7 separate regions of the Mus musculus genome follow, and all the other regions are linked to region 1. Evidence: chromatin contacts called from public promoter capture Hi-C data. All regions are on one chromosome and are shown on one strand. Each heading gives the region's core, a stretch centred on a gene start, on an enhancer-like site or on the middle of the called end of the contact. The rest is flanking DNA. Distances are from core to core; before and after follow the strand shown.

The links. Promoter capture Hi-C pulls out the DNA fragments that hold promoters and counts their contacts.
Region 2: a contact with region 1 is called in a promoter capture Hi-C map of hippocampal neurons, with 3 times the contacts expected there. The contact joins the promoter of Zmpste24 here to the promoter of Pramel12 in region 1. A contact is called at or near these places in 3 of 39 promoter capture datasets (cranial neural crest, hippocampal neurons and liver).
Region 3: a contact with region 1 is called in a promoter capture Hi-C map of pre-B cells. The contact joins the promoter of Smap2 here to the promoter of Pramel12 in region 1. A contact is called at or near these places in 3 of 39 promoter capture datasets (cranial neural crest, frontonasal cranial neural crest and pre-B cells).
Region 4: a contact with region 1 is called in a promoter capture Hi-C map of hippocampal neurons, with 4 times the contacts expected there. The contact joins the promoter of Ppt1 here to the promoter of Pramel12 in region 1. A contact is called at or near these places in 3 of 39 promoter capture datasets (cranial neural crest, frontonasal cranial neural crest and hippocampal neurons) and 1 of 484 Hi-C or Micro-C datasets (rod photoreceptor).
Region 5: a promoter capture Hi-C map of pre-B cells shows a contact between it and region 1. The contact joins the promoter of Ebna1bp2 here to the promoter of Pramel12 in region 1. A contact is called at or near these places in 3 of 39 promoter capture datasets (frontonasal cranial neural crest, liver and pre-B cells), 2 of 484 Hi-C or Micro-C datasets (CD4 T cells and regulatory T cells) and 1 of 9 other capture datasets (liver).
Region 6: a promoter capture Hi-C map of pre-B cells shows a contact between it and region 1. The contact joins the promoter of Cmpk1 here to the promoter of Pramel12 in region 1. A contact is called at or near these places in 3 of 39 promoter capture datasets (cranial neural crest, frontonasal cranial neural crest and pre-B cells).
Region 7: a promoter capture Hi-C map of pre-B cells shows a contact between it and region 1. The contact joins the promoter of Ctps here to the promoter of Pramel12 in region 1. A contact is called at or near these places in 2 of 39 promoter capture datasets (cranial neural crest and pre-B cells) and 1 of 9 other capture datasets (liver).

Annotation. Positions count from the first base shown.
Region 1 is chr4:143,410,805-143,413,889 of GRCm38.p6, forward strand. It overlaps Pramel12 (PRAME like 12), which reads left to right and starts at 1,622. Exons shown (of 5, transcript NM_172877.3): 1 at 1,622-2,287.
Region 2 is chr4:121,096,900-121,099,655 of GRCm38.p6, forward strand. Zmpste24 (zinc metallopeptidase, STE24) reads right to left here and starts at 1,311. Exons shown (of 10, transcript NM_172700.3): 1 at 978-1,311. The coding sequence starts at 1,100.
Region 3 is chr4:121,015,856-121,018,635 of GRCm38.p6, forward strand. Smap2 (small ArfGAP 2) reads right to left here and starts at 1,392. Exons shown (of 10, transcript NM_133716.3): 1 at 894-1,392. The coding sequence starts at 996.
Region 4 is chr4:122,834,760-122,837,482 of GRCm38.p6, forward strand. It overlaps Ppt1 (palmitoyl-protein thioesterase 1), which reads left to right and starts at 1,468. Exons shown (of 9, transcript NM_008917.3): 1 at 1,468-1,620. The coding sequence starts at 1,497.
Region 5 is chr4:118,619,417-118,622,232 of GRCm38.p6, forward strand. It overlaps Ebna1bp2 (EBNA1 binding protein 2), which reads left to right and starts at 1,383. Exons shown (of 9, transcript NM_026932.4): 1 at 1,383-1,581; 2 at 1,666-1,749; 3 at 1,945-2,117; 4 at 2,654-2,777. The coding sequence starts at 1,516. It overlaps Cfap57 (cilia and flagella associated protein 57), which reads right to left and starts at 1,369. Exons shown (of 23, transcript NM_026789.5): 1 at 1,260-1,369; 2 at 833-994. The coding sequence starts at 989.
Region 6 is chr4:114,985,744-114,988,763 of GRCm38.p6, forward strand. Cmpk1 (cytidine monophosphate (UMP-CMP) kinase 1) reads right to left here and starts at 1,485. Exons shown (of 6, transcript NM_025647.3): 1 at 1,223-1,485. The coding sequence starts at 1,390.
Region 7 is chr4:120,568,799-120,571,783 of GRCm38.p6, forward strand. It overlaps Ctps (cytidine 5'-triphosphate synthase), which reads right to left and starts at 1,478. Exons shown (of 19, transcript NM_016748.2): 1 at 1,353-1,478.

The DNA.
Region 1 (3,085 bases), core at 372-2,871:
CCCTCAGGTCTGATGGCAAGATACCCTGTGGCACTGAGGTCCTGCTTCCAGTGTTAGCTGTTTACTAGAAACTGAGTTTTAGTATGTTGTCCAGGCTAGACCCAAAACTTGTAGCAAGCTTTCTTCAGCCTCCTGAGTGCTGAGATATAAGCTTGAGCTATCACTCTGGCTTTACCTTCCTTTTCATTTTTTAAAAAAAAGTATGTGTATTTTCTGTATGTCTGTGGGTGTATGTGGAGGTCAGAGGGCAAGCCCAAGAGTCAGTTTTCTTCTTCCAGCACTTAAGTGTGTGACTGAACCCAATAGTCTAGTGCTGTGGCAGGTCTCCTTACCTATGAGCCATTTCACCCACCCCACAGCCCCCACTCTCTATTGCATGTTCTCTAGCCAGTGTGCTGGCTGACACTTTCTGAAGCATCTTCTACCTTCTGGAAAACCTAATGTGGAAAACCTTTGTTCTCAAAGGCAAGTTTCTTCATCGTTTGAGAGTAAGGGTCTATATAGCCTGGGCCGGCAATGAAGCTTGGGGAAAAATGACTTTGAACTGATCCTCCTAACTCTTAACTTTTTAGTTCTGAGATTACAAGTATGCCCCACAGTGTCTGTCTGGTGCATGCAGTGCTTGCTGGACAGTGCACCTTTGAGAATACTGGGCAGCAACTGTTCTATAAACTGAGCTTTCTTCCCAGGCCACTTACTGCAGTATTAATGGGAACATCTTCCTGCCTTCTGAGAAGATGCCACAGCAGATGACTGGTAGAGAGCATCCAGCTCAGGCCCTGATCCAGAACATATTCGTAACTTTGCCAATAATAATATCAGCTTTAAGAAATGTCTATTCGTCAGGCACAGATTAAAACTCCTATCCCCAGTGACTCATACTTAGAACTAAGTGGGCCACAAATGAATACAATTCCGCCAGGTATGTTGGCTCACAACTTCCTCTTGGCTCAACCCCAGAGGAAGGTGGAGACTGGAGACTGGCTAAGAGTTGGAGTTCCAAATCAACCTTAGGTACTGAGCAAGATTCCACCTCTGAAACTCTAAGTCTCAAATAAATGGCTGAGGTGCCTATTTAACATATCAATGTGGACCAGGCTGCCACGTTCTCCCAGTACCCCTTGTTACAGGGTATGGCTGGCACACTCCACCTTCTACCCCAAATTCTCCAGCTTGTGTTGCCCTTCTCTATATAACCCAGCCATTTTAGTTACCTGCCCCCTTTTTACCTTTTGGCCACAGCACCCGGGTCTTATGGCTCAGGGGTTATGTCCACTCTGAACTCCCCCAGCTGTCTGCCTATGCTTCCCTTTTCCCCTACAATAAACCTCCTCCTCCACCATACTTAGAAGCAGCCATGTCCTTAGTTTATTATTTTTTCATTCATGAAAGAAATGCAGAACCAAGTGAATTAACAAGAAAATAAATAAGTAAAGCAAATACAGAAAACAAATTGAATGAAGTGAATTAACGCATCGGCTTTTGACTTTCACGGAATCTCAGTTTTTTTTTTTAAATTATTATTTTTTGAGTCAGAGTTTCACTATGTAGTCCTGGCTGTATTGGAGCTCTACGTAGAGCAGGCTGCTCCGGACGTCACAGGGATCCGCCTGAATCGCTCACAGGAGTTCTGGGATTAAGGGCGTGAACCGCTTCCGCGGCTTTCAGGATTTTTTTCCCTCATCTCCGTGAATTTGGCTTTACCTCCCCAGAGATCCGCCTGCATCTGCCTCTCCGCGGATGTGCGCGGTTTTCCCGGCTGTTTTTTTCTTTCTTTCTTTTTTTTTTTTCCTTTTCCACGGAGACTATGTTGTCAATCAATACAGAAACAGAAAACGCCCAGACGTGGCGGAAACTCAGTCATCCAATCAGAGGACGGCTTGTGGTTGACAGGCGGGACTACAAACCGGAAATGTGAGACAGAATACGCGGACCGAGCCGGGGGAGGGGCGACCAAAAAGAAAACAAAAAACAAAAAACAAACCGCCGAAAAACAAAAAAATAAAAACCGCTTCAGGCCGGAAGTATAAAACGGAACCCGGAAGTGTGGGACCGGATACGGCTAAAACACTTCAGGCCGGAAGTGCGAGACAGATACGGATGAAAACGCTGCAGGCCGGAAGTGCGAGACGGATGAAAACGCCTCAGGCCGGAAGTTTGAAGTGAAGATGGCTATAAAAGCTTTAGAGAAGCTCGGGAAGACACTCACCAGCACTTGGAGTCCGAGCTTGGACTGACTGCCTGGGCCTGCTGGGATTCTGAGTTCTGCCATCAGTTCTTGTTTCTGGTAAGTCAGTCACCTCCAGAAGGGCACAGTTTTGATTGAGGGCCACTTGACCCAAGATGCCAAAGGAACTCTGATTTCTTCTCTTCCCAGGAACAGATCGCAGGCATTGAGTTTACTAATAGTGATGGTTGCCATCATCTTCGACCTTAATTTGCTGGTTTCATTTATTATTTTATTTTATTTGAGGCATGACCTTACTTTGCTGCCCAGGCCCACCTAGAACGCAGATCAGCCAAGAGTGCTTTTAAATTACCTGGCAGTTCTGCATCTGCCTCCCCAAGCTGGAACTACAAGCTGAAAGTTAATGGAATATCTAGAATTATACCTTGGTTTGTGTCAAGTTAAATTTTTTCTTTGTTTTTTGTTTTTGTTTTTGTTTTTTTAGATGGGGCCTTAGTCTAGCTCAGGTTGGCTTCAGACTGCCTCACCCCTCTGAATGTTGAATTAATGATTCAATATTTAAGGCTTATTTTAATTTTTCTTTTTAGAGACAGAGTCACATGCAGAATATGGTAGAATTCACATGTAGTCTCATCATATCTGACTTCACATTTTAAAATTTTCATTTCATTTTATTTTGAAGACATAGTCTTATCTGATCCTTTTAATTCCATCTTCTTAGAGTTTGGATTTTATTCATTTACATTCTTACTTTTTTTTTTTTTTTTTTTTTTTAGGCAGAGTTTCTCTGTAGCCCTGGGTGACCTGGAATGCACAGAGATCCATTTGCATCTGCTTCTTGAGTATTTGGTTTTAAGGCTTTGGTTTTAAGGCATGCACTACCATGTCTAGCTAGTG
Region 2 (2,756 bases), core at 61-2,560, about 22 Mb before region 1:
AAAAACAAAAAACAAAAAAACCAAAAAAAAAAAAAAAATTTCAAACTTGCAATCCGGAGAGTCACGAAGGGCTGGGAAATGTAGTTCAGTGGGAGAGCACTTGCCTGGCAAAGAAACTCACATACAGTGTAAGTTAGAAGAAAACTGCAGACGAAAAGGACTGCAGAGCTCAAGAAATAGGTCCAGCAGTTAAAGGGGAAGGTTCTCAAGGACGACACAGACGAGTGTTGTCCAAACTTAGACACTGCAGAGCAGGCATAGACCTGCATAAGTTTGACGGCAGGGCTGTCCTTTCCTTTTATTAGACACCAACAGGCTTGGGACCCATTATAATGTTGCAGATAACTTGTTTTGTTGTTTCAAAGTCCATCTCACTAAAACGTTCACATTTCGAATTAAACTGTTAATTATGGCTATCTCCATGGAAAACTGTTAGCTTTTCTACTGCACTATTTAACGTTTTAAACAAAAAACCCAAAGAGAAATTTTAATGAAACACACACACATTGTGGCCCCAAACAACATTTGCTCTAATGAGGATTTTCAAACGGCGTGCGAGTCTTTGGAACGGTTGCAAAGTGAGGTTGAGCATGGTAACATCAATATCATGGGAAGTTATTATTCTACAAATTTAGCACCTCCACTTAGAAAGCCTATACCAACGAGGCTTGGTCAAGTCCCGGTCCAAAGATTCTTAAGACGCTGTAAAGCAGGCATAGACATGCTCAAGTTTGGCGGTAGGGCAGTTCTTCCCTTTCATTAGCCGCTTACAGGCTTGGGTCCCATTACAACGTTGCAAACAACTTCTGCCTTTCCAAAAACTCCTCAAAGCGGCAGTCACCATTAGGAAAAGTTAGGAAGCTCACCGGGGGTTACGGTTTGCTACATCCGGGCAAACACTAAGGGGCTTGGGTAGAGGCTCGGGCTGGCCTAAGGCTGTCCAGGGGCTCAGCCGGGGGAGACACGTCAATGCTCACCTGCCGCTGTGCTAGGAAGGTCTCCCAAAGATACACCGTCCAGGAAAAGAGCAACACCGCCCCGAAGATTCGCTTCTCCGCAGGGAAGTCCCACATAGCGTCCACCGATGCCCACATCCCCATCGTCACCCTATCTCACCCGCTCCTTTAGCGTGCACCGGTGCCTCAGCGACACGCGTCCCTCGGAGAGTGCCAGCGGTGTCACAACAATACGGGTCCCTTCCGAGGGCTTCTTCAGACGCCCATTCCCTCAGCTTTGCCAGAAGTGTCACAAAGACACGATTCCCTCCAGCCTTACTCTTCAAGGACCTACTTATTTCTGCTAGAATAAGACGCCCCACCTTCCTCACTTCCGCCTGAAGAATGAGCAGCGGTGCACCTGAAATATCCCTCCGGATTCTGTGTGCAGGGATCCAATTCAAAGGTTCCGGCCTTCTTCCTGGGAACGTCAGTGTGGTCGCCGCCTCTCCTTTGCTTTGGCGGGTTACCAGAGAGGGCAATGGACCCCGGTGCTTAACCGGACCGGATAAGCCGGGTCATAGAAATATTCCCTCTAGAAGTAGCTGGGAAGGATGAGAGAGGCTCTAAAACTTTTCCTTCCTTCTATTTAGTGCCGTTCAAAGGTTAGATGTGCATCTCCAGGATAACTAACCAAACGAGGCATTTGGGGTTGTTTGGCTTGTCTTCGAAAGTTCTGGTTTTGGGAATATTAGAGATGAAAATGACTCTAGTGATTAGGATTTTCATTTACACATTTCATCTCATCCTCCCCAAGTGAAGTCAGAAGAGGCATTTACCTGTGAGTCCTGGGACTGCATTTCTAACCTCAAACAGGCAGGCTTGGTAGCCACTGCCTTTAAGCCTAGCAAGACCTTGTTTCAGACACACACTACCACCACCACCACTACCACCACCACCACACATCACCACACACCATCACAGCTCAGTACCTTTGCCTTGGAATTCAACAATGAAATAGGGTCACTATGGCCCCTGTTACTACTTTGACTTTACTTGAAACGTGAAGCCAGAATTTTTCTGACCACAAAGTAAATGTTATTTAATTAATAGTTTCTATGAACTAATAGCACTTTGTATAAACATTATTTATAGTGAATTGCGAAATCTTTAGCTCCAATTAAAATATGTAGCTCCAATTTAAAATATGGTGAGATTGTGATGCTAAAGATGTTGAGATTAAGGTTTCAAATTTCTCAACCATGACTAAATTTATCTGCATGAGCGTAATCAGTAGAAGTTACTTGACAAAGTGAATTACTTCAATATAGGATCACAGATTCTTTGGCAACCAAAAGTTCTTTTGGGGGATTTTTTGCTTTCAGCAAAATTACTGATTGAACTGTTAGCTGAACTTTGAGTTTTGTTCATGGGCCTGGGAAATATTTTGTACTTGATTGGGTGTAAGGCAAATGGCATGAAAACAGGGATCACAGGCAAGTAGAGACATAGCTCTAACAAGTGCCATTTCCTCAGGTAGAAGGTCTTCAGAGAGGAGGCTTCGTCCCTGTCCTCCTTTTCCATGGCTGGTTGGATGTTTTGTACTGGCACCCATCATGGTGTTGTAGAGTCCTGTGGAAAAACACAAGCATAGCCTAGCCCTTGTGTCAACAAAGGGTGGATGCCACTGTGATGTTAGGGACTCTCTCCATTGTACCAATGGAAGAGTGGTATTCCTAGGTAGGTAAGCCCAATGTTTATAGGTAGGGCTTAATCCCTGATCAAAGGTGAGGAAGTTTAGGTGAAAATGGGCCTCTGCCA
Region 3 (2,780 bases), core at 142-2,641, about 22 Mb before region 1:
TCCTACCTACAAAGCTGTACAGAATTCACTAGTAAATTTTCTACCATATTGACCTTTAATTGTAACACAGCATGAACCTTTACAGACACAGAAAACAAAGGCTAAGTGGTTGTGGCCAATTTCTATTTCCTCTCTAAAGGTGTAATCACCAGGGAAATAACGAATTGGGGGAATTCCTTGCTTCCTTTTCTCCCTGCTTGAACGGGTCCTGCACTACAGTCCAGGTCTGCTAGTTTCGCTCACCACACACGCATGAGGCCTCCACAACCCAGGCTAGACTACCTAGAAATCCGCACTGTGTCACTGCATAAGGTAGCTGTTTCTCAGTGCACACGACCTGGGTGAAGAAAGCCACCTAAGCACTCGGTCTGAGCTCAACAAGGTGGTAAAATGACAGGAGCTGCTAACGACATAGCAGACAGCAAGGAATGCCACCTTTAAATATCATTTCGACAGTTTTTCTCTTAGTCATCTCACCTTCCTCCTCGTCACCCCCACCGCCACCCCCACCACACTGCAGCTCACCCACAGCTTTGCCAAGTAAAAGGCTGCCAGCTCTGCATGACAGCGAGCCCAGAAGCCATTCAGAGTCTGCAACATAGACAGTCTCACCTGAACACACCGGGCAACCCCACCCCCCACTATATCATCCCCACTTCGCTGACACACACACACACACACACACACACACACACACACACACTCGCCCACACCAAACCCCAAGTCCCAAGCCCGAGGAAACCCAGCAAGCTCATGAGCGAGGGTGGCTCGCGTGGTCATACGAAGAGGACTCGCCCTGAGCTCCAGAACCCCCTCCCCACTCAGGCCATCGCAGCTCATCGCCACGCCGCCGCCCCGCAGCTGGCCCCCCGCCGGCGCCCCGGATGCGTTACCTTTGGACTGGCAGTCAGCACAGAACTTGTTATCTTCCTCCAGCAGCAGGTTGGCCAGGACCGCCTGGTACCGATCCACGTCCTTCACCGACTTGCCTGTCATGGCCAGGGTGCCGGCGGGGGCAGAGGGCGACGCGCCCCCTGCACCCCCCAAGAACCCCTGCCTCTGTCCGGGGCTGAGGCCTTGGGGTCCCCGCCCAGGCGGTCCTCTCGCCCGGCCCGGAGCAGCCCCGGGGTCAGAGCCGTCAGCGCCCCCGCCCCGCAGCCCCTCAGCCCCTCAGCGCGGCGCCCCCTGGCGGGCTTCGGGCAAGGCAGGGACTCGCGGAGGCTGCGGGACCCCAGAAGTGGCCTAGGTGGAGCGAGCTCCCGGCTTCAGGCGTGCGGGACGCACACTTGACCCCGAGTGTTGAGGGTCTGCCCGCTGTGCTTCCCGCCTCGGTTTCCCTGGCAGCTGCGACCAGCTCAGCCGCCACCTCCACCGCCTACTTCCGGCAGCTCTTCCTCTCCTCCTCCACCCAGCCCAACCCGCGCATGCGCCCCGCCCACCGCGCTGCACTGGGCTCTCCCCTTGGCTCCGCCTCCTAGGAACCAATCCGGGAAGAGCCGGGGGCGGGGCTTAGGTGGAAGCGGCGGGAGGGAGGACACGCCCCCTGCGTGCCCTTGGAAAAGAATGAATGAAGCCGGGTGGAGAGGGAGGAGAGTGAAGAGAATAAAGTGAAGGGAACGACCAACATTTACAGAGCTCATACTGTGTGCCATGTACTGCTCTAAGCGCTTTCTATCAATTATCACAGTATGCTCTTCACAGCAACCTTTATAAGATGTGTGTTTATTATCCTTATATAATACAAGGGTTGTGGCTATCCCAGACTCCTTTAGGTTAGTCTTTCCTTCAAGAGACAAAAGGACTCACCCTCTGACCCGAGTTAAAGAGACATTACACCCTCCCTCGTGATCACTTCTAACTTGGAATGCCTCCTGCCGCTGATATACATTAGTCTTCTCTGTGACTACTGCCCTTTTTGAGCATCGCTCTGACTAGTGTCTAGGCAGAACTTTTCTTTCCTTTAAAAAAAATTTTTTTTTGAACAGGTTCTTCCTAAGTAGCCCTTGGTGGCCTGGAACTTTATATTGTAGATTAGGATAGCCTCGAACTAACAGAGAACTGCCTCCAAAGTGCTGGGATTAAAGGTATGTGCCACCATACCTAGCCTCCTTTACTTGCGTGTGTGTGCATGCGTGCGTGTGTGAGTGCGTACGTGTGCGTGTGCGTGTGCGTGCGTGCGTGCGTGCGTGCGTGCGTGCGTGTGTGTGTGTGTGTGTGTGTGTGTGTGTGTGTGTGTAGGTGTCCAAGGAGGCCAGAAGAGGGCATTGCAGTACCTGAAGCTGGAGTTTCAGCTGATGGATGAGGGTGTGTGATGTGGGTGTTGGGGAAGGAACCAGGGTCCTATGAGAGATTACCAAACTCTCTCACCTGCTGAGCCATCTCTCAGGTTGTTTGGGGGAGAGCCAGTTATAGGGTAACATGGAATAAGCAGCTACTTAAAAATGGTTATTAGGTATTATTTTCCAAAGCCTCTCTTGTTACAAATAGTGTCTTGAACCCACGGCCATCTTCCTGTGTATGCATTCCGTCCCTTCACTCATCAAATTCTTAAAAGAGACTGAGAAAAAACAGGATGTGCTAAAGGGGAAGAGAACGCTACTTCCTGATATTTGCTCTTAAGGGATTCTTCTGAAGGCTAGAGTAATAGACCAGGGAGGCCAGCAAGACAAAGTGTTTATTTGCCTCTAAGACAGCAGTCTTGTTCATCTCTACTTTCTCCCAAGACCAGGCTCCCCTCAAAATGTTTATATTATATATTTATTTATTATATATTGTAATAT
Region 4 (2,723 bases), core at 218-2,717, about 21 Mb before region 1:
CTTCCCTACACCTGCGGGTGTGGCCATCCAACTCAGATTCTACGCTGAAGCAGCAAGCACTTTAAAGACAGAGCTGTCTTCCTGGCCCCGGGCCTATTTTTGCTTTCCTTTGTTTTTACTCTGATTTATTTGTTTACATTGTGTGTTTATGAGTCTCTATGGGGACATGTGACTGTCGGTGTATAGAGCTCAGAAGACAGCTTGCACAACTTGTTTTTTTTAACCTCAAGCTATCATAGTTCTCAAGAGGAAAGGATCAGGAATGGCTTAGTGGCCATTGTTTTATCCAGCTGAACAATCTAGCTGGCCCAACGCTTATCAGACTGTGCACTGTATAATGCATCCTAATCCTGTATTTTAATTGGCTTTCCAATTACTAAGTAACTGCTGGTTTCAGTGGGGTGGTACAGAAGGGTTTCATGTGGGTGCACAACCGGTTATTCTTCTAGATTTTTCATATGTCGCTCTCTACAAGACTACTTCATCCTTTATAAAGCCGGTGTCAGAGAGTCCCACTGTACCGTGAATACACCCTATTTAACAGATTCCTTTAAACATTTTTAATGCTTTTTTAGGGGAAAAAATGTTTGACACTGTCATTGAGGTGCCGAGGCTGCACTGAGGGAATCTAGAAAAGATGTGGGAGCATAGACAGGAGCCTCTGGGCTATAATAAACCAGAGTGGAGCTTGGATAGGACGTAGCTATGTTTCCCATCTTCCTAGTACATGAAATACCTGAGAGTCCATGACAGCCTGGAAGTCTTATTACATCTTTAATAAGATACTTTTTTCCCTCTTCAGGAGTCCAAACTTCCTCCTCCCTAATTACATCTTTAGCTTTTGAAACCCCATCTTAGCTTTACGATCCAAACCAAACCTCACCATGATATAACTTGCCCTGGATGAAAATCAAGTCTCCCTTCCCCAGTCCCGACACTGAGCCTTTTCTTCCAAGGGCTATAAGTACTATGGCACTGTGCTGAAGAGTTTTCTGCCTCCGCCTCCGAGGACCTTACCTAATTTCTCACACATGTGCTAAAATAAAAACAGTCTCCTAGGGGGAAAGCACCTGCAGCCAAGCCTGATGGATGACCTCAGTTCAATCCCTCTGACCGCTCCTGCAAGCGGTTCTCTGGCCTCCACACATGCGCTGTAGAACGCGAGCCGTACACATATGAAACGCCCACACATAGAATTAAAATTACGTGCAAATGACATAATTGTTAGCGAATAAACAGCTCTTTTCTGCTAATACACAGCTGAAAGAGAAGGCAAAGTTCCGTAGGGGGAAGGGGGAATTGTCACCTAGGCGTCCTTGGGTGTAAAATGAGAGCAGTGCATAAGATCAATTAAAAGATGGAAAGCCCTTATATAGTAGAGTCTGGTGGGTGTTAAGCAATGAATAAACGTCTCTGTCAGGATGCAGAGCCCGGCAGGGGGCGTGGCCACCGGAATTACTTTGGTCCACAGTCCCCGCGGTCATGTGATTGCTAAGATGGCGTCGTCCTGTTCGCGGAGGCTGCTAGCTGCCGCTCTGCTGCCTTGGTGCTGCGCCGCCTGGGCCCTGGGGCATCTGGACCCACCTTCACCACCACCGCTGGTGATCTGGCATGGGATGGGTGAGTGGGCGTGGACGGGGGCATCCTTTTCCCCCCTCGGTTCTTAAATCTGGAAAGACGATAGGGATTCCACAGCACCCGCCTAGTCCAAGGTTTTCGGATTTGTTGCTCTGCACGGAAGGGACGACAACCAGGTGTCTTTAGTGAGTGCTCAGTGAGTATTGTGCACGGCTTGGTTTATGCTTTGTTAAAATCCTGGCAGCAGTAGCATCAGCCTGCAGTATCTCACAGTCAGTCCAGCCTGCCCCTGCAGAGCTGGACTGCACACTCAGGCTTTCATTCCTTCACATCTGAATAGAGATCTACCAGGGGCCTTCATGTCCTTTATACAGTTACCTCAGAGCACCTGCTATACCTGAGCATGAAGCATTCTCATCTTTCTGGAACTTGCTGTCCAGTGGGGGAAACGTATTATAAGGAAATACGGGAAACTTGTCAAATGGCCAGGAGTGCAGTGAAAACAGAAGATAGAGCCTCAGGTGTGAGCTTGTGCTTCTACGGAGCAAGTTAGAACAGGAAACGGGATTCACCCAAGAGTGACAACTGAGTAGAGCTTAAGAGGATGCAGCACCATGGAGGGAGCAACTGGCCAGATCCTCCCTCCCGCCCCACCCCCCCGGAGCTCCCAGGGATTGGACCACCAACTAAAGAGTACACATGGAGGGACCCATGGCTCCAGCTGCCTATGTGGCAGAGGATGGACTTGGACATCAGTAGGAGGAGAGGCCCTTGAACCTGAGAATGTTCGATGCCCCAGTGTAGGGGAATGCCAGGGAGGGAAGACAGGAGTGGGTGGGTGGGGAACACCCTCATAGAGTCAGGGGGAGGGGGGATTGGATAGGGGGGTTCCGATGGGGAGACCTGGAAAGGGGAAAACATTTAAATGTAAATAAAGAAAATATCCAATAAAAAAAATAAAAGAAGGAAAAAAGAGAAGAAAAAAAGGAGGACGAGGGAAGATGCCATAGGGACATGTGGTCACAGGAGCAGCAGGTGCAAAGGCCCTGAGCTTGGCAGACTAGCATGCAGAGCAGTGTAGCAGGAGCAGCGGGAGCAAGGGAATAAGAGGGTGGACAAGTATGCTGGGGCTTTTAAGATTAGTG
Region 5 (2,816 bases), core at 133-2,632, about 25 Mb before region 1:
GAACAAAATCTTACAAAAGTAACTGAAAAATTGGTAAAACTATTAACATAAAACTAGGGATATTCCAGGGGCTGGAGAGATGGCTCAGAGGTTAAGAGCACTGGCTGTTCTTCCAGAGGTCCTGAGTTCAATTCCCAGCAACCACATGGTGGCTCACAACCATCTGTAATGAGATCTGGTACCCTCTTCTGGCCTGCAGGTATACATTCAGGCAGAAAACTGTATACATAACTCTTTAAAATAAGTAAATAATCCGGGCAGTGGTGGCATACACCTTTAATCCCAGCACTTGGGAGGCAGAGGCAGGCAGATTTCTGAGTTCGAGGCCAGCCTGGTCTACAGAGTGAGTTCCAGGACAGTCAGGGCTACACAGAGAAACTCTGTCTCGAAAAACCAAAAAAAAAAAAAATGTTAAAAGGTTATTTGTCACTTAAGATAAAAATTTCAGCGTCTCCATCAGACATGGGTTCAATGAAGGTCATGTACTCTCAAAACCGTTAGACTCAAAAGAAGGTTCTGGTGAGGACAAACACAACTGCAGGAGAATACAAGAAAAACACTGTTTAAAGTAACTCTTCTCTGGAGTCATTGTGGAAAAGTACTTTTAAAACGTGTGTTATTTTACCTGTCATTTTGGCTACTTGTGTCACGTTAATCTATGATTAAGTAGTGTAAATGGCCATTTATTTTGTTTACATTTATAAAAATATGTGGATAACCCAGTTATCAAAAAAAAATCTTCCCAATCGTTGAGATTGTGCGGTTTTGTGTAGCACATGCCTTTAATGTATGTGTCAGAATGGAAAAGGTGGTTTCTTTTTTTCTTTTTTACCTGCAATGAATTTTTGCCATTTCTGATCTATATTGTACTTCACACAGTGATTTCCTGAAGGAAATATAATGATCTGTTCATCGAAGAAGAAGACATTGTTGGTCACGTGAGGCCGAAGACCAAAAACATGAAGCGCCTGAGCTACCACGGTGGACATGGTACCTGTCAAAAAGTATTGCAAAAGATGAAGAAAGAGGCAAGTAGGTGGGAGTGAAGCCGAGCAGCGCATCTCCCTTTCCTGCCCCGCCCCGCCCCGCCCATGGCCCCGGCCCGCCCCTCCCTGACCCCGCCTCGCCCCTCCATCGCCCCGCCCCTAGGCTCCTCTTCCTTTCCACCCCACCCCCGGGGCTCTTTCCGAGCCTTTCCTTCCTCTCCTGCACTCCCACCGCCCTCAGATCCTTAGGAGGACCCCAAAGAAACTATTTACCTCTTGCTTCACGGCTCTGGGTTACTAGACTACGTAGGGATCAGTAGGTGCTCTTCCTAAAGATCCGAAGCAATCCGGGCACGCCCAAACGCTAGAGCAGTTCCTATAGCAACGAGAAAACCGGAAGTGCGGCTATGAACCCGGAAGCGGAAGTCCCTGTTGAAAAGGCAGAGGCTTGTGGAGAATTTGTTGGCGGTGGTGCTGCTTGTGGGCACGTGGAGTGGCAGCCGAACCTCGCGGGGCGGAAGGCCGCGAGATGGACACCCCTCCGCTTTCAGAGTCGGACTCGGAGTCGGATGCGTGCCTGGCCTCAGATCAAGAGGTAGGCCGCAGCGGAGCTAGCGGGGCAGGGGCTGGGACGGGGACTTTATTTAGCTCTTTGGTACTGAGGCTCCCCGGTCTGTAGTTGCAGGATGCGTTTTCCCGCGGACTCCTGAAGCCAGGTCTCAATGTCGTGCTAGAGAAGCCGAAGAAGGCAGTGAATGACGTGGTGAGCTCGTGCGAGGGTCGGGGTCCTTGGAACAGGATGCGCACAAGCGCTGTGCCTCTTGGGAGACCGATTCTGGTGGGAAAGATGCACCCTGCGCTGCGGTCGTCATCCTGTGCGGATATTTGAGCATAGGACTTTGGGTTTCTGAGAGTCAAACTCGCGGTTCTCATGAGCGCCTTGTCTGACTTAACCTAGAGTGGCCTGAAACAGTGCTTGGCTGAATTCAGACGGGATCTGGAGTGGGTTGAAAGGCTCGATGTGACCCTGGGTCCAGTGCCAGAAGTCAGTGAGACTCAGCCAACACCTCAGAACCAGGACCAGAAGAAAGGCGTTAATCCAGAAGACGACTTCCAGAGGGAAATGAGTTTGTATGTTTGTTATGGGTCCTGCGATGGAGTTACAGGAAGGGGGTCTTAGTGTGTCTGCAACCTCAGAGGCACTGGGCGGGGTTAGCACGAGCGTGCGAGTGGATCTAGCGGGTTCCTCTGGTGGAAAGAATAGGTTCTTGGTCGCCGTTTAACCAGAACCCTGCTCGAGGGATGTTTCAGAATAATTCATTTGAAGCTTGTGTGGGTGCCTCCAATCATTAGAACACACTTTGCCTAGGGAATGTTATGAGTGCTCTTTCTGTAATGATTGGGAAACAGTTCATAGTCTGCGCAGTATTTAATAAGCTCGTTGTTTTAAACTGACTTGCTCTTGGAAGTATTTTCCCCTCGTAAATAAACATAAAGTGAGATTTCAGTTATATGTGCAATCAGTGGAGTTTTAGTTGGTGTGTCTGTCTTATCTTGCCAGTGCTGGTGGGATGTGATAGCTCTGAGGTTAGGTAACTTCTGAGAGGCAGTAAGAAGACATGAGCGCCCTTCCCCTCCCCTCATTACACCCTGTCCTGTAATGTCAGCTACCGGCAGGCCCAGGCAGCAGTGCTTGCGGTATTACCCCGACTCCATCAGCTCCAAGTCCCTACGAAGAGGCCCACCGATTATTTTGCAGAAATGGCCAAGTCTGATCAGCAGATGCAAAAGGTAGGTTTTTCTTCTGGAAAGCCAAGGTTTCATTTGTTC
Region 6 (3,020 bases), core at 235-2,734, about 28 Mb before region 1:
CATCCACTTGTCATTTGGCTTTCTAATAGATAAAACAAACAGAAGTAAAAATAAGGAGAAAAATTCTATGTGCTTTGTGATTAAACTGATTTTCCAAAGTTATCTGTAATTCTAGACATAACTGTAAAACACACAACTTTTAGACCACATTACTTTATTTATCTGTGGTTGTTCTTTAGAGAATAGACTATAGGGCAGGAGCTGAATATATGAACGTGGAAAAAAATACAAAGCAAATATAGGCCACGGCTTATAGGAAAAGAAGAAATTATCAAGTTCTGGGTCAAAACCTTTTATCAAGCACTCAATTTAAAGGTGAATGTTGGGTGTTTTTCCCCAACCCTGCCATTTCTTTCTGATTGTCTTGTTTTCCTTTAAAACACTGCCCAAGACAGTCCATTAAGCCTTCCTCACCGCATCATTACAGCTCATAGGGGCTAGAAAAAACAAGACAGTCCATCACTACAGCTAACACGGGCTAGAACCCATACCTGCTTGAGTTTAAAGTCTTTGCCTCTCTCCGTGTACATGCCACCCCTGACCTCAAATACTAAAAGAATGGAACTGGTAAACTTATGTCAAAACTTTAATTGTATTTAGTTATTTGTGTGGGCAAACCCTTGAGCTCTAGAGTGAACATCATAGGACAACTCGCGGGAGTGGGGTTGTGGTTCTCTGTGGGTCTCAGGGATGGAACGTGGTGGTAGGCGCCCTTACCCGTTCAGCCATCTCTGCAGTCCTAAAGCAAACATTATTTAAAAAATGATAAGAGGATTTTATAGTTGGGTGGTGTTTTACTTTCTCGGAGAGCAGAGTTTTTTATTTGCTTAGACAACTGAGGTTCACTGAGAGTGAGTGACTCACTCGCCCAAGGAAAAGGGCGTGAGTTGTCAGCTGGGCCAAAGGTTAGCGCCTGGGCTCTCACAAATCCGGCACTTTAACTACCACAAGATCCGGGTCGGGTTCCTCGAGGCCGGTTAGCCGGAGACTGACAGCCAGAGATGTAGCGAGAAGACCCGGATCCCAGGAGTGGAAGCAAGGGCGCGCGGAAACAAAGCACTCGTAGACTCGACGCCCCTCGGCCCGGGCGCGCGGTGGCCGTCGGGACTCGTAGTCCGCTCCCCACAGCGAGGGGCGCGGCCGCCAACGCGGCTGCTCCCTCCGGCCCCGGCCCGCTCCGCTCAGCCCGGGAGCTCTCCGTCGCCCTCCCGCACGGCCTCACCTCGACAATGCGCGCGCACTGGGTCCCCTTGCCCGCACCGGGCCCGCCCAAAACGAACACGACCAACGGCTTCATGAGGTGGAGAGGGAAGAGCCGCAGTGTGCGGGTCAGCGGCGGGCAGCTCGGGACCAGGACGTGCGGGAGCAGCCGACGACAGCTGCTCAGCATACAACGCGCTTCTGACAGCGGCCGGCGCGGCGGCGCGGGCGGGGCGGCAGGGAGGGGGCGGGCAGAGCGGGCGCCGGGGCCCCGCCGCCAGCTGCCGGCCGCCGTGACAGGAAGGGGCGGGGCCTCCGTGCGCTGCGCCAGCTTCCGCTCGCGGTTCCGGTTCTTCCTAACGTGGCTGGAGACCCAAGGCATTTCAGTTTCAGAACCTGGATTGACGTTTAGGCAGACCAGTGGTTCAATCTCCCGGGTTTCCCTTTCCCAAGAGAAGCGGCCTAACCGAAGAGGCAAGCACAGGAGTCAGTAGGAACAACGGCATTGTTGGGAAGGAAACCAAAGGAAAATGAGAACAGTTTGAGGTTTGCAAAGAAGGCCTCTAAAGAGGTGACCTTGGAACCAAGACTTGAGGACTGAAAAGAGCAGAGACTTGGATGCAGTGACCCGCCAAGAGAGAAGGGCATGTTAGAAGGTTAGGGCTGGATAAGTGGAATGGAAAGTCATTAATGGAGAGTTGAGTCGGTTATGGAAAAGCACTTAGGTTATATTCTAACCGCAGGGAAAGACTTTAAGCTTAGCTCTGTTACCCTGACTCGGGCCATTAGGGAAAACTCTGAAGAGAGAAGAAAAAGAGTGAAAACTGAGCCTGGATGAACACAAACCTTTGAAAATTGGAGTCGGCAGTGGTAGCATTTTCATGGAGTTTTTTATAGTAACAGAACAAAGCTATGAATCATGGCAATTTTTTTTTCAGATAACTTGGTAGAGATGGTTTCTAGCAAAGCTGGTACTGTTATTGGCCCCAGATGCCAAATGATGACGAGAGGGATGAGACAAGCTGATCCAAAGGTAGTGAGTTATCTCAATGGATGGTTCACAATCAGTTACAGATTAAACTTCCTTCCTCCTCACTGCTGCACTTGACTAGAGATAGAGTAAGACAAAGCCCACCTACCTCAGAACTCCCCCAGTGTGCTTTAAATTGGGCCTGCAAGCTCACTTCTCGGTCTTTCTTGGTAATGGGAGACCCCAGCATGCTGAACTTCTGCAAAATAAAACACTCTTTGTATTTACATACTTTTTGAATCCAGGGTGTCATTCTTTGAAAAGTCATGGACCCTTACAATCACATTCTTAGCCTTTGGGTTTGGAAGCTAGGATTCTGTTTGTATGTTACAAATGGACTTACCTAATAGTCACAAGAATGTTAGGTCACATAGAGGTGAACAATAAATGGTTGATTGGGGGCTAAGATAGATAATTTGGCTTTGGACCTACAATATTCCAGCTCCCCAAATAAGAAACCTGAAGTCAAAGGCTGAAGCAGGAAGATGATAGGTTTGAAGCCTGACTGTATTCCCAGCACTTGGGAGGCAAAGGCAGATGGAACTCTGTGAACTCAAGACCACCCTCATCTGGTTTACACTTTTAAGGTCCAGACCAGCCAGAGCTACATAGACTCCCATCTCCAAAACAATAATGAAACCCAAACAGCTCGATACAAAATTATATTTGCAGCAGCTGGTAGGTGGAGGTATGAAAAGAAGTATTTCACAGCCAGCTTCAACTACATAGCAAGTTCCAAGTCAGCTTGGGCTACATGAGACCCTGCTTAAAACAAAAAACAAACAAACAA
Region 7 (2,985 bases), core at 228-2,727, about 23 Mb before region 1:
GTTCCTACAGATTCCTCAGTTCAGAACAGGTTGTCACGGGATCACCTCATCTTGTCCCAACTTTATTCAGATCTCTCTGTGTGTATGTGCGTGTGTGTTTCTGAGAGAGAGAGAGATTGAGACTCAGACAGACAGACAGACAGACAGACAGACACTAAGATTCTGGCAGTCTCCCAGAGTGACTGGCAAAAAAATATTCCAAAAGCCACAAAGAGCCAGTTGGAGAGGACCCATTCCCTAACGTTTACAAACTACCTATTATGGGAGAGCTACTCACATGCTGGGGGTACCACAAACTTAAGTCAAATGTGGGTCCAACTTAAGTATCTCCGGGAGAGATGACCTGGACTGAGGGAGGATCCAGGAGCTCCTTTTGAAAACCTGCCTTGTAATGGGCCCGTAAGGCTGACTGACTGAAATGAGCTAGGAATCAGGCAAAGCATGAACAAGCAGGTGAGCCCACAGGATGCACCAAGAAAAAAAGATTAGGGCAAAGGGATGGCCAGGGGCCAGTCCATGGGCAAAGTTGAATGTCCACGCTGCACTTTTTTTTCTGAAGATGACAAGACACAAAAGGTTTTTCAAGTACAGGAGCTATAATATAGAGCAAGGGGCACCAGATAAATTCACGAATGAAAAATGTGAAAGCTTTTGTTAAAAAAAAAAAAAAATGAAGTTGGTGAAAATCAGGCTCAGGATCCACCGCAGATGTGCTGAAATCTAAATCTAGCCCCGAAGTGCCTGATGCCCGGGTTCGCACCGCCGTAAAAAGTGGGACGAGAACCACAGCAGCACCCACCCGCGTCACCCGGCTGCTGAGGATTTAAAATAATGAGTGTGGACGTAAGGCAGCCACGCTGACGTAGTGGCCTCAAGAACGCCAGCATCTTCGCGCTGGGCTGGAAAGAGAGACAGCAGCTGGGTAGCCTGGGCCGTGAGGCCCAGCGAACCTACAAGCCCCTTCCTCCCGCGCGCCGGGCAGCGCCGGGAGGAGCTCAAGGCCGCCAGTCGGGCCCCATCACAGGCTGGGGCTCTGGGAGACCCCTCCGCGGCGGCACACCGCGCTCTCTACCTCACCAAGCCCGGCTGCCCGCGTCGCCGGACTCGGCCCCTTTCCTTAGCCGGGCCACGCGGCCCGCGCGCGGGAGCCGGCAGCTCGCGTTCCGGGACTGCCCGCCCCACTCCCGTTAGAGATGCAGCCCATTGGGCAGAACGCCGGGCCAGCTCTCCCCTGATTGGTGAGAAGAGACGTTTATCGCCCCGGCGGCGTGGCCGTCCGCGCCGGGCTCTGTCGGCGCCACAGGCTCTTGCACCCGGGAGCCGTTCCACCGGGATCCCTGAAGTCTGCCTACCTGAGGCCGGCTTCGGAGTCTCGTGTCAGCCACAGCAAGGCCGGCGCGCGCGTGGTGAGCCTCGGGCAGCCAGTGCTCGGCCGGGCCGCATGCGCCAGCCGTCTTTCTGAGAGGCGGGCTCTAGGCGGTGCGCACGCAGAGGGCGGGGAGAGGCGGGCCCAGGGGAGGGTGGGGCTAGGGCGCGCATGCGCGGGACGTCTCGCCGCAGCTTGTTGAGTGGCTACTGCGGGTGGGTCTCGGGAGTTGTGGGTTCTGTGGGCTTCCTCGCCCGAGGTCTAGAGGATGCTGGTGACTCGCATCTAACCGGAACCCTGAGGGCCTTTGCCTGGTCCCGCAATAGCCGGTGGACACTCTCACCTCCCATCCGCCTTCCCTCAGGCTGCGGGCCAAATCATCTCGTGCTCTCGCCCCGCACCGCCGCCTTCTCCCGGTGCCTGCTTGTCTCCCTCTTAGGCCGGGCCGCTTGGCTTCACGTCCTAGCCAGCTGCCTTTCCACACAACGCACCCTGACGGTGCCTGCATTAGAACAACTGTCGCGAGCCTACTTCCATCCGGCACTAAATGTAGAGAGGCAAACGAGCCCACTTCTAACAAGTCATGGGGATTTTCACAGACGATTGGGACTTGGGGAGTTAGTGTACAGCGGGTTCTGAACACGTAGCAGAAACGTTTACTGGCAAGGAAGGGAGGGAGGAATAGAAAATGAGGCAGAAGAAAAAGTCTGTGTGCACATTCCAGGCGAGGTCCAGAAGAGCCTTGCAGAGTGAACAGTGCAGGCTGGAGAGGTTGGAAGGGCAGCTCTATGCAGAGCGTTGTAGGCAAAAGATTTACAGCACCCAAGGTGATGATTTTGTCTTTTGAATACTACATAAACCCATGTGAGTTTTTAATACCCTCCACCCTGCAAAAACTACACAAAGGTTTCCTTAGGAAGTACCTTGTACCTTGAACTCCATCCAGGAGGCTTGTTTCCTTCCATTAGGAGTAATTTATTGCTTTTTTTTTTCTTCTGTCTTTGCTGAAAGAGTTAAAGAAAAGGTATGCCTCCCATGACCATACTGGTTTTTTTCAGGAAAATGACTCAAACAAGTAGAATTCCAAGAAACCACTTAGGAGAATTCTACAGGGGCTTCTCTCGGAGACTTCCGGATTCTTTCAGATCCCAACCAACAGCATGCTCTGAGTCTGCCCAAATACCCAAACTGCTCTGCTCCAAGAAGCTTCCATAAGAGGTACAAAACTGAACTCCTCCCCCAGTCGCTCTTCTGGGGGACCCCTTCACTCCCCTCCACTCTCCCATATTCTCTTTGATGGTCTTGCTTTCCATTTCACCAAGAAAATGCAAGCCAACAAGAGAACTTCTGTCTACCAGCCTGCTTTCATGTGTGCGAGCAGCATGGTCTTTCATCTTGGTACTTCAGACAAGTGGCTGCAGTGGAGAGGGCAGCCCCCCTCTTCTCACTGCTTCAGGTGCCATACAACTCACCGATGCCTGGGATGTCTCCCCTCCACATCACCAGTTTTCTCCTTCTACTACCCCAGTGCAGAGTGTTACATGGTTCTCCCATGTTTGCCCAGGGCCCTTGTTTGTCTACAGCCATCTCTGCTTCACCTCCCAGTCTGTCACTTTTCA